Linked DNA regions of Ovis aries: region 2 is linked to region 1. The links are chromatin contacts, called in public Hi-C maps. All regions are on one chromosome and are shown on one strand. Each heading gives the region's core, a stretch centred on a gene start, on an enhancer-like site or on the middle of the called end of the contact. The rest is flanking DNA. Distances are from core to core; before and after follow the strand shown.

Region 1 (6,898 bases), core at 3,726-6,225:
AGACCGCGCAGAGGGGCGTGTGGCTTCATCAGAGATGAAGCGCATGGTGCTGTGTCGTTTAGGGCAGCGGGTGGGAGAAAGCACATTGGCGGGATCTAAGACAGAGACGCGGGGCGGCTGGGTGTACCTAAAGCTGAAATGAACAGATTCTGCTGCTGGAGGCGGGACAGTTTAGGAAATCGGAAATGAACTTCAGCTTCAGGCTCTGTGAGATGAGCCTATACTGACGCACAAGGAGTAATGCGAGGAGTTCTGTGTCTGAGGTGCTGTAAAAACCTTCAGCAGACCATGTGACCTCAGCTCATTTTCTGGTCATTTATCCAACAGTTTCTGTCACCTGCACCATGGGGGTGGGGAGGCAGCATCTTCATCCTTGCAGGTAGGCATAGAGTAATCAGAGCTACACAAGGTCAAGCAGGTCTTCCGTTCAGTGAGACCACCATTTGACAAGAGTGAGGCTGCCTGCACCCTTGGACCCTGGGTGGAGTGGGTGGGTGGGGGTCCCATGGCCCCTGGTCTCTACTCTACCTGGCTTCCCACACATGCAGGAGGTAAGGCGGAAGGTTGGGCACAGGTGATCTAGGCTGTGATGCCATCTGAAAACTGGAGCACCCTGAACACTGAGAGAGCCCAGGGGTCCTTTTCTCCAAAGAGGAATTCTGGACACTACCTCTTGTTCATATCAGCTCCCCTTTCAGCCTCAAAACTGACAGCTTTTGTAGGCCCATGGATTCCAGCTTGTGATACCAGTAAGAGGAGGTCCAGGTGATTTTGAAGGTGTTTGAGTCATTTCCCACAAGGACATTAACAAATGCTGTAGGATGAAACAAAGGCAGAGAAGGGAAGAGTCCAGGATTTGGACTCTAGAGAGGAGGCTTTGAGAGCCTCTCTTGCCACTGGACTCTTGGGCTTCATTTTTGTCTCTTTCCTCTCCTGTTACATAAAGAGGCTGGACTATGAGATGACTGAGGCTATTCCCACCAACCTTGGTGGCAGGACACTGTCTCCTGACTGCTCCCCACTCCTTGGGTCTCTCTCCTCTCCTGGACACCTCATATCTTCCTAAGACTAATCTGACTGCGTGCCAGCTACAGCACTGTTCATAATGCGTAATGGATACAAATTGCTCAATGCTATGGGGAAATAGATGGGGAAACAGTGGAAACCGTGTCAGACTTTATTTTGGGGGGCTCTAAAATCACTACAGATGGTGATTGCAACCATGAAATTAAGACGCTTACTCTTTGGAAGGAAAGTTATGGCCAACCTAGACAGCATATTAAAAAGCAGAGACATTACTTTGTCAACAAAGGTCCATCTAGTCAAGACTATGGTTTTCCAGTGGTCATGTATGGATGTGAGAGTTGGACTGTGAAGAAAGCTGAGCACCGAAGAATTGATGCTTTTGAACTGTGGTGTGGAGAAGACTCTTGAGAGTCCCTTGGACTGCAATTAGATCCAACCAGTCCATCCTAAAGGAGACCAGTCCTGGGTGTTCACTGGAAAAGCTGATGCTGAGGCTGAAACTCCAATACTTTGGCCATCTCATGCGAAGAGTTGACTCATTGGAAAAGACCCTGATGCTGGAAGGGATTGAGGGCAGGAGGAGAAGGGGATGACAGAGGATGAGATGGCTGGATGGCATCATCGACTTGATGCACATGAGTTTGGGTGAACTCTGGGAGTTGGTGATGGACAGGGAGGCCTGGCATGCTGTGATTCATGGGGTCACAAAGAGTCTGACATGACTGAGCGACTGAACTGAACTGAACTGATGGGGTAAATGATCTTTTCTCTACCTTACAGGTGGAAGAATCGAGGCACAGAGAAATTATGTAACCAGTTCAGGGTCACATAGGTAGGAAGTGGCCAAGCTGAAGCAGAAACATACTGCCTCTAAAGTCATTCAAAAATGGGTAAAGGACTTGAATGGACATTTCATCAAAAGATATACCAATGGTCAATAAGCACATGAAAAGATGTTCAACACCATTAATCATTAGGAAAATGCAAATAAAAACCACAATGAAATACTCCTCTAGACTCATTAGAATGGCCATTATCAGAAACCTAGAAAATTACAAGCGCTGGTGAGGACATGGAGAAATTGAAACCTTGTGCTTTGCTGGTCGGACTATAAAGTGGTATAGCTGCTGTGGAAACCAATTTGGTAGTTCTGCAAAAAGTTAAAATAGAATTACCATAATGAGCCAGCAATTCCAATCCTAGGTATATATCCCAAAGAATTGAAAGCAGGGGCCCAAAGAGATACTTTTAAACCAATGTTCATAATAGTATACTCACCATAGCCAAAAGAAAGTAGAAGCAACCCATGTATCCATCAACAAATGAACAGATACACACCGTGTAATCTATACACACAATGGAAAACAATCCAGCCTTAGAGGGGAATGAGGTTCTGACACATACTGTAGCGTGGATGGACCTTGAAGACACTACACAGCATGAGATAAGCAAGACACAGAAGGGCAAAGGTTCTATGAGTCCACTTGTACGTGACACCTGCCGCTGCTGCTGCTGCTAAGTCGCATGAGTTGTGTCCGACTCTGTGCGACCCCACAGACGGCAGCCCAACAGCCTCCTCTGTCCCTGGGATTCTCCAGGCAAGAATACTGGAGTGGGTTGCCATTTCCTTCTCCAATCATGAAAGTGAAAAGTGAAAGTGAAGTCGCTCAGTCGTTCCTGCCTCTAGTGAGCCCACCAGGCTCCTCCGTCCATGGGATTTTCCAGGCAAAAGTACTGGAGTGGGGTGCCATTGCCTTCTCCGACGTGACACCTAGATCAGATGAAGTCCCAGAGACAGAAAGGACATTACAGGTTATCGTGGACTGGGGGAGGAGGAGGTGGGGAATTATTGTTTAATGGGTACAGAATTTCTGTTTGAGATGATGATAAAGTCCCTGAGATGGATAGCTGCAATGGTGTACAATCATGTGGATATGCTAACTGAATTGTACACTTAAAAATGATTAAAATGGTACATTTTATGTTTTGTATATTTTGCCACAATTAAAAAGTGTGCGTCCAGACTCCTCATCACGATATACACTGTGCTCCTCCCGCTCTGCCACCTTCAGCGGTTCCCTTGCTCCTTTCTAACTCAGCAACAGCACCTCAGCCTGGGGCAAGAGCATCACCTGGGTCTCCCCACAGAAGCCATGCTTCTGTTTACTTCCCTGCCCTTGCCAAGCTGTTCCTGTCCCCACATGCTCCCACCTCTGCTTGTAACCCACAAGCAGAAAGGTTTAAGCCCCCCTACTCTTCAGCAAGAGACCTTCTCTGTCTACACCGGTGCTTTGGGCTCTGTCTTTTAGGAATTTCCCTAAGAGATGGAGTCAGTGCTACAGTCTTCATACTGACATACATGGTCTCGTAGCAGCACCTGTATGTGTAAGGACTCTGCATCAACATCTATTAATAGATTCTACTCTGGATCTAGAGTAAAAGACAGAAGTGGAAATGCAGCAAATAATAAAGAAACACTTTGGGACTTGCCTGGAAACAATGATACTGCTGGCTTTTTTTGTCAACTCCAGCCTCTATATTGCTTTTGAGATGGGTCTGTGTGAACTGGACTGCAACTTGCAAAGTCAGGACTAAAGAAGGGACAGGTGAACATAATTAGGAAAATTAGGAACAGAATAATAGGAATCAGCCAGCCTGCGATCTGGTTCATGGGTAATGGCCTTCGATTAGAATCGTACCGCTCCTTGAGTGGCAGTTCTAGAAATCTCAGCATCGAGAGAGGCTGTAATTGCTTCCAGTGTTATCTGCTTTGTTGTCTTGTCATTTTATTTCTTAGCTGTTTTATATTCTGGGCACAGAACCAGCTGGGGAGGATACCAACCCAGTGGTGTCATTGCTGGTGGCTCGCTGCTGGTACCGTCTGTTTAAACCTTGGCTTTTTATCCAGGTCCTTCTTACTGTTCATGGTGGGTCACTTGGAAAGATGTGGTTCCATTTGGTAAGTTGAGGAGGAGAGGGCAAGCGTTTTAAAGGTCACCAATTAGGCAGTGCTTTACAATTGGAAGTACCTTTGGCAATTTGCTTTTTTCCTTTGTTATACTTCGGCCTGTGTCAGGAAGAGCAACGCACGCACTTGCGGGCTCCGGCCTCCTGACATACCTGCCCTGGGTGTGACCAAGCAGATTTCCCAGCCGCCGGAGCCTGCAGGTTCCTCCCACTGAGTGAAGAGAGGCGGTCAGCCCTTCCCCCACCCGCCTTCAACATGAGGTTGGAGCGTAATGAGCAGCGACCTCTAGTGTGTGGTTCCGGATTTGCGTTTGGCTAAGAGCACAGAATGAAAAGAGCAAAGATGGGAATTCTGAAATTCCCTGCAAACAAAGGCAAGACGGACGGTTTCCTCCTTGTTTTTCCCGGGTAGACAAGCTCAGGACGGAGGATTCGTTTCACTTGCATTAGCACACAGCCATCAGGTCTGTAGATGCTACTCAAAGAGTTACCTTTTTATTTCTCCAGCAGATTTCCTCCAAGTAGATCACCAGTACTTTTTTTTTTTTTTTAAGCCTTCTTGGTTGCTTTTAGAGTTCAGTCAGGTTAGCATCAACCTCTCTAACTGTGGAGAGTGTATACCTACTGGAGAGAGGGTTGAGCAGGGGAGGATCGGGATGGGGGGATGCTCAGAGAGGGGCGTCAGGCAGGGTCTGTGGGGAAACTCAGGGTCTCCAGCTCGGCCTTCCTCGGTGGCAGCGGCTCTCTGGGGGCGGCTGTCTCTCCATTTCTTCATCTGGCTATCGGCTATGGAAGACTTCCTTCCCCTGACCTGGTCCTTCCAATAACAGCCAGCGAGGTTCCTGCCCTCTCTCTCTCCTTTCCTTGTGTCCAGCCCTTCCCACCCTTCTGAAGCCGGGTTTTGAGTCTCAGGGGTGATGTTGAGGCCAAGTTAGCTCACAGGCTGATGGTGTTCGTTCCCTCTGAACAATGAGGTCAAAGGATGATCTCCAAACTCTTGTCAGGAGCCAGGAGGAGAGTGTTCAGAGAAAGGCTAAAATCACAGTGCCTGGTCCATGACTTTGCTGTTTTGCAATGGGAATAGGGGTTTGGGGTTTGGGGAGGGAATATATTTCCCTGTAACTTCAACCCACTGAAGGCTGTTACGTTCACAGGATGTTTTTACGATAAGAACTGGGTTTGCCTCCTGCATCGCCCCCACCCCCTGCCTTTTAACAAAACTTCGAAGTAGAAATGCTGCATTTTTATGACTGGTTTTACTTTTTCAGTTATTTATCTTTTACTGCGTTGGGTCTTAGTTGGTGCATGTGGGATCTTTTGTTGTTGTGGGCAGGCTCCAGAGCATGGGGGCTCTGTAGCTGTGGCCTGAGGACTTAGTTGATCCAAGGAATCTGTGATCTTAGTTCCTCAACCAGGGATCAGTCTGAGTCCCCTGCATGGGAAGGTGGGTTCTCAACCACTGGACCCCCAGAGAAGCTCCTTGGCTGCTGTTTTTAAAGCTGTGAGCACATCACTGTGCTTGAGCCTTCCTGGTTTCACGAGTGCTTCCTCCTCCCTGCACTTTTAGATCGCGGACCTAAGCAGATGCTTCAAGTAAGAGCCAATCTTACAGCTGACAAACCAGATCCTGGGCTCAGGTTGTCCCTGGCCCTGTGTGCTCCCTTAACATCACACTTATATGCCAGGATCGGGAGTGACAGAGGAGGGTGAGCCCGTGAACAGGAAGATAAAGGGAGTGGTGGGAATTACACATAGTCAGGGCCAGGGAAGCCTGTGAGAGCACTGGATCGGTTCAGCAAGTTTTCCCAGGTGGCCTGGCTAAGCCTGTGGCACAGCTTAGGAACAGGTTTGGGGCAAGAAGAAGGTCAGGCCAAGGGGGAGGGACATAGCGAAGAGGAAAGGTGGCTAAAGCTCCCTGGCCTTGGAAACAAACGATCAGCACCTTGGCTCTGTCTTTGGTGATGTGGAAAGCTGCTAGAATCCCAGCTCAAGAAGGGTAAGAAAAGTAAAATAAAAATGACGGCTCAATAAAAACAATATTACTCAGCCATAAAGAGGAATGAAACTGGGTCATTTGCAGAGGCGTGGATGGACCTGGAGTCTGTCACACAGAGCGAAGTAAGTCAGAAAGAGAAAAACAAATATTCTATATTAACACATGTATGTGGAATCTAGAAAAATGGTACAGATGATCCTAGTTTCAGGGCAAGAGTAGAGACACAGACGTAAAGAATGTATGTGTGGACACGGTGGGAAGAGGAGAGTGGGATGAATCGGGAAATTAGGTTGGACGTAAATACACCACCATGTGTGGAACCACAGCGGGTGGGAAGTTGCTGCATAACACCGGGAGCTCAGCTTGGCGCTCTCTGATGACGTGGATGGGTGGGAGGGAGGGGCCGTATGTATATTATAGCTGATTCATTTGTTGTACAGCAGAAAATAACACAACATTGTTGAGCAGCTATACTCCAATAAATAAAAAGAAAAAAAAACAAAAATGACACCAGTAGGGGAAGATAATTCTGGTTGAGGTGGCAAGGGTCAGTGCAGGAGGGTAGCAGATTTAGAGGGAAGAAGTCTGTGGTGGAGGATTGTCCCCATGGGAATTTATCAGTATCTCTTCTCAGGCTGTGACGGTACAAAAGAAAGGTAGGAGGACTCAATAGTAAGAGACGAAAGTGGCAGCAGGACTTGCTAATGAACTGGACTAATGAAGATTAGGAATGAACCAAAGATTTCTCAGAAGTTCTCTGTCATGGAATAGGCAAATGGTAGCATGGATGAAGGGAGCACTCAGGAAGGGCGGGCTTTTCCTGGAAGTAGATGGTGATCCAGGTAAGGGCTGCACCCTGCAAGCAGAGCCCCGCTGGAGAAAGGTCAGGCTCACTTTCAGTTCTCACTG
Region 2 (6,953 bases), core at 4,400-6,899, 120 kb before region 1:
CCTCGGCTTCTCCTTCTAGGCCAATGGGCTTCATACAACACTCAAATGGCCAGTTCCTCCTCTGGCTTTCTCTGCCTGGCCACCCCAATTTCCCACCTCCCTGTGGAGTTCATGCTGCCTTGTAGACCCAGAATCATGGCAGTTATCACTGTGGTCAGAGCCTTCCTCAAGCAGTTCCTTAGCCAGGATTACAACTCTTTGTTCCTGAGGCATCTAGTTCAATGTCTGGCAAATGGTAGATACAATGAATGAATGTTGCTTGATGAATAAATATGTAGGACGATTCACAAACTCTTATAGACCTATCTGTGGGCCACAGAAGGATCCATCCTAAAATAGAGAGTCACACTGAGTAAAAGTAGTTCCAGAATCAACATGCTTTGCTTTCCCATTTTTAGATTTTTAAAAAAAATTTTTAATTTTTTTTAAATTTTTTAAATTTCCTAGGTTAGCACCAGGGTCTAAAATGGAAAGAATGGCAATAGGAATTGACATTTTATTTTTTATTTAAACATAAAGTTATGTTTCCCAACAACCAAAAGAATCCATTTCCAAAGTATTTATGCCACCCTCCCTTATGGCATATAACACATTTTAATCAATATCATCATTATGTCCATACGTATTATCTTGCATATTGCCTCGTGGCTAAGAGCAAAGGCTCTGAGACCAAACTAACTGGACCTGAATCCTGACTCTACTGCTTACCAGCTGTGTATGATCTTGAGTCAGTTATTTAACCTCCTTTGTTTCACTTTCCGTATGTAAAATGGAGATTATAAGCAAAACTACTTCATATAAAAACAACCTTGAAGTATAGTTAGGCTTCCAGGTGGCTCAGTGATAAAGAATCTGCCTGCCAATGCAGGAGACACAGGTTCACTCCCTAGTTTGGGAAGATCCCCTGGAGGAGGAAATAGCAACCTGCTTCAGTATTCTTGCCTGGAAAATCTCATGGACAGAGGAGCCTGGCAGGCTACAGTCCAGGGGGTTGCAAGACAGTTGGACATGACTTAGCGACTAAACAACAGCAGCAATAGTTGATTTACAATATTATATTAGTTTCAGCTGTTCTTACCATTCTTAAGATTAGAGCTTAAACAGTGGTTGGCATATAGTAAATGCTCAATAAAACTAGCTATTATGTATTATTTTTATCTCCTCTAGCAGACTAAGCTCCCAAACAGCAAGGACAGCAGAAGTATTCATTTTCACAATCCTATCTTCCAGTGCCTTGCACACAATAAGATATTGGGCTAACGTTTACAGAACTGATGAACATAATGAACTTTTTATAGCATACACACAGGGCGAAAAAAACCACAAAAACTGGAGAAGGAAATGGCAACCCACTCCCGTATTCTTGCTTGGGAAATTCCATGGAGAGAGGAGCCTGGCGGGCTGGTCTGTGGGGTCCCAAAGAGTCGGGCATGATTTAGTGACATACCACAACATAGCAAAAGTATGTGCATTACTAAGTCTGATGACTAGTACGGACAGAATTGCTCCTGGGGAGGCCGGTGGAGAACAGGGGCTATCCAAAACACTAGTGATTCACCTGGCTCTGGGAACTCACTTAATCCCACGGAACATGCAGGGCTCACAGTCACCCACCCACTCAAGACATCTGCAGGCTGGAGGGGACCCTGTCAGGACTGAAGAGCTGGGCAGGTGAGGCTCTCTTCCCACGAACATGGCCTGGGGCAAAAAATCTCTCCTCTAGAGTCTCTTTCATTTCCTCTTCCAATTAGAGAAGGTAGGACTGTGATTTCTAAAGACTCTCCTGGCCATTCGGGAAGTCTATAAAATAAGCAGATAACAATCCAGGCCAACAAAGGTAGTACTGGAGAGCCACATCAAAGTCAGTACCACAGCCATCAGATCACTGTATTACAGGGAATAACTGGGTGGGAAGTGGCTACTAGAATCAACAAAAAACCAAGGTTTTTGGAAACATGTTTAAAATGTGAAGGTCTGAACTTATAAAATCAAAAGTCTGGCAATAGCAAAAGAATGAAGGCAATAATGGGTAAAGGCTCTAGGTTTCCATTTAATTCTCATCAACCTACAAAGTCCTTGAAGGCAACGACTATGCCTTGTTGAGCAGCACCACATAGCAAGGTTGGGTGTGTGTGCGCTCTGACTTTTTGCGACCCATGGACTATAGCCCACCAGGCTTCTCTGTTCAAGGAATTTTCCTGGCAAGTGGGTTGCCATTTCCTTCTCCAGGGGATCTTCCCTCCAGGGTCTGAACCCAGGTTCAATCTCTTGTGTCTTCTGCAATGGCAGGCAGATTCTTTTCCACTCGTACCACCTGAGTTGTGGCATATAGCCAAGTTGCTGGCCCCAAACACATATCTTCTTGACTTTTTTTCTAGTCATATGATGACTATTTCCCAGGATCCCTTGCAGTTTAATGTGGCCATTTAACTATCCCTCAAGTAAAGGATGTAAGCAGAAGTGATGTGTGTCATTTCCAGGCCAGGGTAATTAAAAAGTGGGTTCATCCCCTCTACTCTCTCTTTGTGCTTCTGCCAGCTGAAAGCAAATTACAATGGAGCGCCAAGGCATGGTGGAATTTGGAGCCCAGAATCACTGCATGGAGGAAAGTCACCCACTGATCAGAAATACCCATTTTGAACTATTACATGAGGAATAATAAACATCTATTACTTTTGAGTCATTATATTTTTGCAGGCCTATTTGTTATAGCTGCTAATATTAGCCTAATTAAGCCAGGTGCTTAGCACATACCAAAGACCTAACACATTTGTTGAAACAAGACCAGGTTCCTTCTTTCAATGTGTTGATCAACTAATGATGGAAACAGACACGTGCCAACCATAATGCCAGCTGCTGAAGTGTGAAAGCAAAATTGGAGGCATGGTGATTTGCTTGAAGGGGAAAGGAGGAGAAAGCATCCCAGAGTAGAAGACTTTTGAGCTGGGCCTTAGGTTTAACAGAACCCAAGCAAATCAGATGGGGTTAGGAGATTTCAGACCCAGGAGAAAGCAGAGAATAAAAGTACAGAAAGCAGAATATGCATTTGTTCACATTCAACCTCACCACTCTCTTGAACTCGGTCAACAGAGGGTGAGCTTATTGTGCACTTTCTTTCCTGGGTTTGGCCAAACAAACAAGGCTTTGTTTTTTTGTTTTGAACACTACCCTCATTAACCCTTTTGCTTTTTTTAAAATATAAAATGTTCCAAGATGAATGTCCTTAGAAAGTGCAGGAGTAAATGTTTAATGAACCATAACAATTCTTCTCTAATAAAATTCTTGAAGAACTTGAGACAGTTCTATTACTTATAACAGTCAAAGAGCCATGCTCTTAGGAATCAATGGGTTCGACCTAAGTTTTGACATTATTGATTAAGCATGTAACAGTCACTGGCTTACAGAATGGAACATTAAGCCCCCAGATTTACATTTACATTTCCTTTTTAAGAGGAACATCAAGCAGATGGTTTAAGAGATCAGGCAAAAGATTCTCTACCTTCTTCGCTCATAGCTAAGTGCCTCCAACACCTGAGACAATTAACAAAACCACTTCCTCCAAAAATCAGTCCCTTGTCTGAAAGCACAGGACCCGAGGGGCAGAGGGGCAGGGACTTGGGAGAAAGAGCACAAAGGGTGGAAAGTACGGCAGTGGCTTGGCGGTGAGAGGAAGGAAGTGGCTGTCTGAAGGGTACCCTGAAGCAGGCAAGAGAGACACAGTCCCCAGTAGTCTTCCAAATACCGACTTACTGCTGTGTTAGCAATGTCCCCAGGAGCTTCTTTAAATACAAGGGTGAAACAACCATCACTGGGTGGACAAGACTTCATTTCAAATGACTTCAGTCCTCCTTAGACTTGAGAGAAGCAAGTTAGGCTGCCTCACTCCTAGCAAACATCAATATAACTCTCTTTTGGAAACAAAATTCTCCCTCTCCCACACCCATGTATCCTACCCCCTACCATGAAAGGGAGTTAAAACTGGGCAAGGGAGGGTGCTACCCTGAGAGTAAAGCAACTCTTCAGACAGCTGAAATCAATTCCCCCTTCAATCTAAGAAGTACTGCAGCCGCCAGTCAACACTACCGGTCCATGAATACAGCAAAACGGCAGCACCTGCCACCCTGCATCTGGGGCCTTTTATTTTTTGGTAAATGTGGCAGGAAAGACTCTCAGAGAGAAGATCAACTGCTTTATCTGAGCAAAAGGGAAGCCCCAGGGAAGAGAAACAAGAAGCATCGCGCCCACCCTTGGGCACTTTATGCGTCTCCTCTCTGTGCACTGAAAGGGCTCTTTGTGTCACACACACACATACACACACACACCCCGCGAGTCTGTGTGATTTATTGGTGGGAGGAGGGGCGAGAAGGGTGATTTTATTATCCCTCTTCTCACTCAGTCCCAGCAAATCTCCGCCGAGGCCCAAGCCTGGTGGCCTCTTTCTGGCTCAGTCCCCTCCGCCTGTGGCCGCAGAGATAAGAGAGGGGAGGCGACCAAACAAAAACAGTCATCGATCTAGGGAAGTAGAGAGGAAATCCAGAGAGCTGAGAAGGAAGGAGAAAGGAGCCTGAGGGAGCAGGAGGGTTGGAGGGGTCAGAGGAAGAGGAGCTAAGGCTCCAGCACGGGGGACTGGGGAAGGGTGGGTGGTGGCACAGGAAGAGTCGAGGGGAGGATGGGGGAAGTGCAAGGGAGGTGCCAGAAATAAGCTGGAGGATGCGATGGGAAAGGCGACGGCCACAGGAGGAGGAGGCCGAGAGGTGGAGGAGTGGGGCAGGGGTGGAGTGGGGTGGGGAGGGAAGCAGCACGGGGCATCAATTATTAAGTGATTACATCATCCCTGACATTAAAACAACACACACAGCCCGGGTCCCCGCGGGGGGCCCCGAAAAGAGGGCGGAGGCGGAGTCTGGGCCGGCCTAGCCACCCCCCAAGCCAATCCCTATTCACACCCTGAGGAAATGGACCCCCCAGCCCTGCGCTACCTCGGGGCTGCAGCCCGCAGAGGTGTCCTCCGGAGCGACCACAGCAAGACTCCAAGCAAGGCCAACTCCCTGGCAGCCCCGCGGGGAGCCCCAGAGGCAACGATGGCCAAGAGACTGCAGCGCCGGGCCCCGCGGCGGGGGCGGCGCTGCGCTCGGCGCCCGCGGCCCGCATCTCCGCAGCATCCCCGCGGCCCCGCGGCGCATCCCCGGCCGCTTACCTGCGCTGCGCTCAGGCTCCGGAGCCCATTCACATGGTCCACTCCCCGCCTCCTCCGGCGCGGCCGAAGCGGCTCCGGTGGTTGCTCGGCGGGCCCGGGAGCCGGTGGGCCTTCTGAGAGTGCCCAGGGGGCGGCGCCGGGTGTCCCCGGCCCGGCGACTGGATCCCTCCCAGGCGCGGGCGGCGGCTTTGTGTGCGCCTGGGGAGCCCTCGGTGCGCGGGGTGAAGCGCCGCGCGCCCGGGCGGTGATGGACGCGCGGCTCCGAGGGCAGCCTCTCTTCTGCTCCCTCGGCCGGTTGGCGGGCGGGTCTCGGCGGCCTTCGGCTCGCGGCGACCCCTCCTCCTCTCCCGCGGCAGCCCCCTCCCCGCCGGCTCCGCTCCTGACAGATGGCGCAACTGCAACGACGCGCCGCCGCTGCCGCGGCTGCTCCGAGCTACTCGCGCTGATGCTCCAGCCCCTCCAGCCCCAGCGGGGAGTGAGGGAGGGCGGGAGGCCCCGCGAGAGTGGCAGGCTCCACTGTCCAATCAACGAGCCCCTCGGGAGCAGCGGGCGGCGACCATTGGTGGTTGAAGCGGGGGCGGGGCGGCGATGGGTGGGGCCACCGAGTGGGCAGAGCGTTCCGGTGGCATTGGGCATCCTGGCGTGCTTGTGGTGTAAGGGTGTGAGAGGGGATACTAGATTGGAGGAGTTGTGCGTGTGTGTTTTTTAAGGTTTACGTGGACTTGAGGTAGTGGGTTAGGGTAAGGAAAGAAGAGGAGAGTGTGAGCTTCAGTTTCTGCTTTGGAGAAGGTTGCAGCCGCTACTGCAGAAAGGCATCTGCCATTCCCTCAAAACCATGGGAACCTGCCTTGAGAAAGGGCTATCTTTCCTTTCTGTTGTCTTTTAATTTGAAGGTGGGAGGATAAATTGGGAAACTGTTAGGATGATTAAATTGTTTTCTCTGATCAAACCGAAGAGTGCGGAGCAAGGGAGAATCCCATCACAGAAACCTGGAAAAAAGAGAAACCTGGAAACGCGCGGTTAATATTATCAGTAATTATAAGGAGGGGGAGGAAGAAAAGGAAGGGGATAAAACGGAATAAATTAGAATGAACTGATAGTCTTCTGATATATGTATATATATATAAGCAAAGTCTGCAGGAAGTATTAGGGAAATACGAGTAAGGGGTGGAGAGGGCAAGCGACTACTATGGAATCTGCAATCACAGAGTGGGTGTTTGTTTGTATAGCTTTTTCCAAAAGCATGTTCAATTGTAGCCATTGGTTGTCTTTGTTTTCTCATGAATTCAGCCTTCCCGTGGTTTTTTTCCTTCTCTAAATCTGAGCTTTTGCTCAGATTTTCCTTGATGAAATAATAGCTGGTTTAATATACAACTGGGAGTGCATCAGTCTTTATTTCCTATCCAGCATTTCTATGGCAGGATGTAACTTCATTAAAAAAAAAGCAAACACTTCAGCTTCCTGATTTTCTTTATAGGTAATTCCTGTTTACTGAAAGTTCTACTCTAAGGCATGCTCAGATTCATTCTTCTTAATGATTTTGGCAAGAATCCTACCCTACCCCCTCAGCAAAATATAGCGCTCTGAGAAATATAAGTGAATTGGCATCTGCTTCTATGTTCAAAATCTATAATATTACCTTTCCTGCCCACTAAGTTTTGACTGTAGTTTTCAAATACCAGTCACTTTTTCTGCCTTTTTTTGGATACATAGTACTTAAAAAAAAATTAAACTAAGAGGTATTTATATGGAAACT

Evidence for each region. Hi-C and Micro-C count contacts between places; a contact is called where the count stands out from the background.
Region 2: a contact with region 1 is called in a Hi-C map of tail adipose tissue, with 3 times the contacts expected there. The contact joins the promoter of FYN here to the enhancer-like site in region 1. A contact is called at or near these places in 4 of 16 Hi-C or Micro-C datasets (blood, muscle, omental adipose tissue and 1 more).

The regions. Positions count from the first base shown.
Region 1 is chr8:25,754,463-25,761,360 of ARS-UI_Ramb_v3.0, reverse strand. No RefSeq gene overlaps it. Among named protein-coding and RNA genes, the nearest start is that of CCN6, 59 kb to the right of the region's middle. Within about 2 kb of position 4,975, at least 21 of the 54 cell types and tissues checked have an H3K27ac peak or open chromatin away from gene starts, as enhancers often do. A contact at or near this core is called in tail adipose tissue, where this site is marked.
Region 2 is chr8:25,879,444-25,886,396 of ARS-UI_Ramb_v3.0, reverse strand. It overlaps FYN (FYN proto-oncogene, Src family tyrosine kinase), which reads right to left and starts at 5,649. Exons shown (of 14, transcript XM_060419485.1): 1 at 5,198-5,649.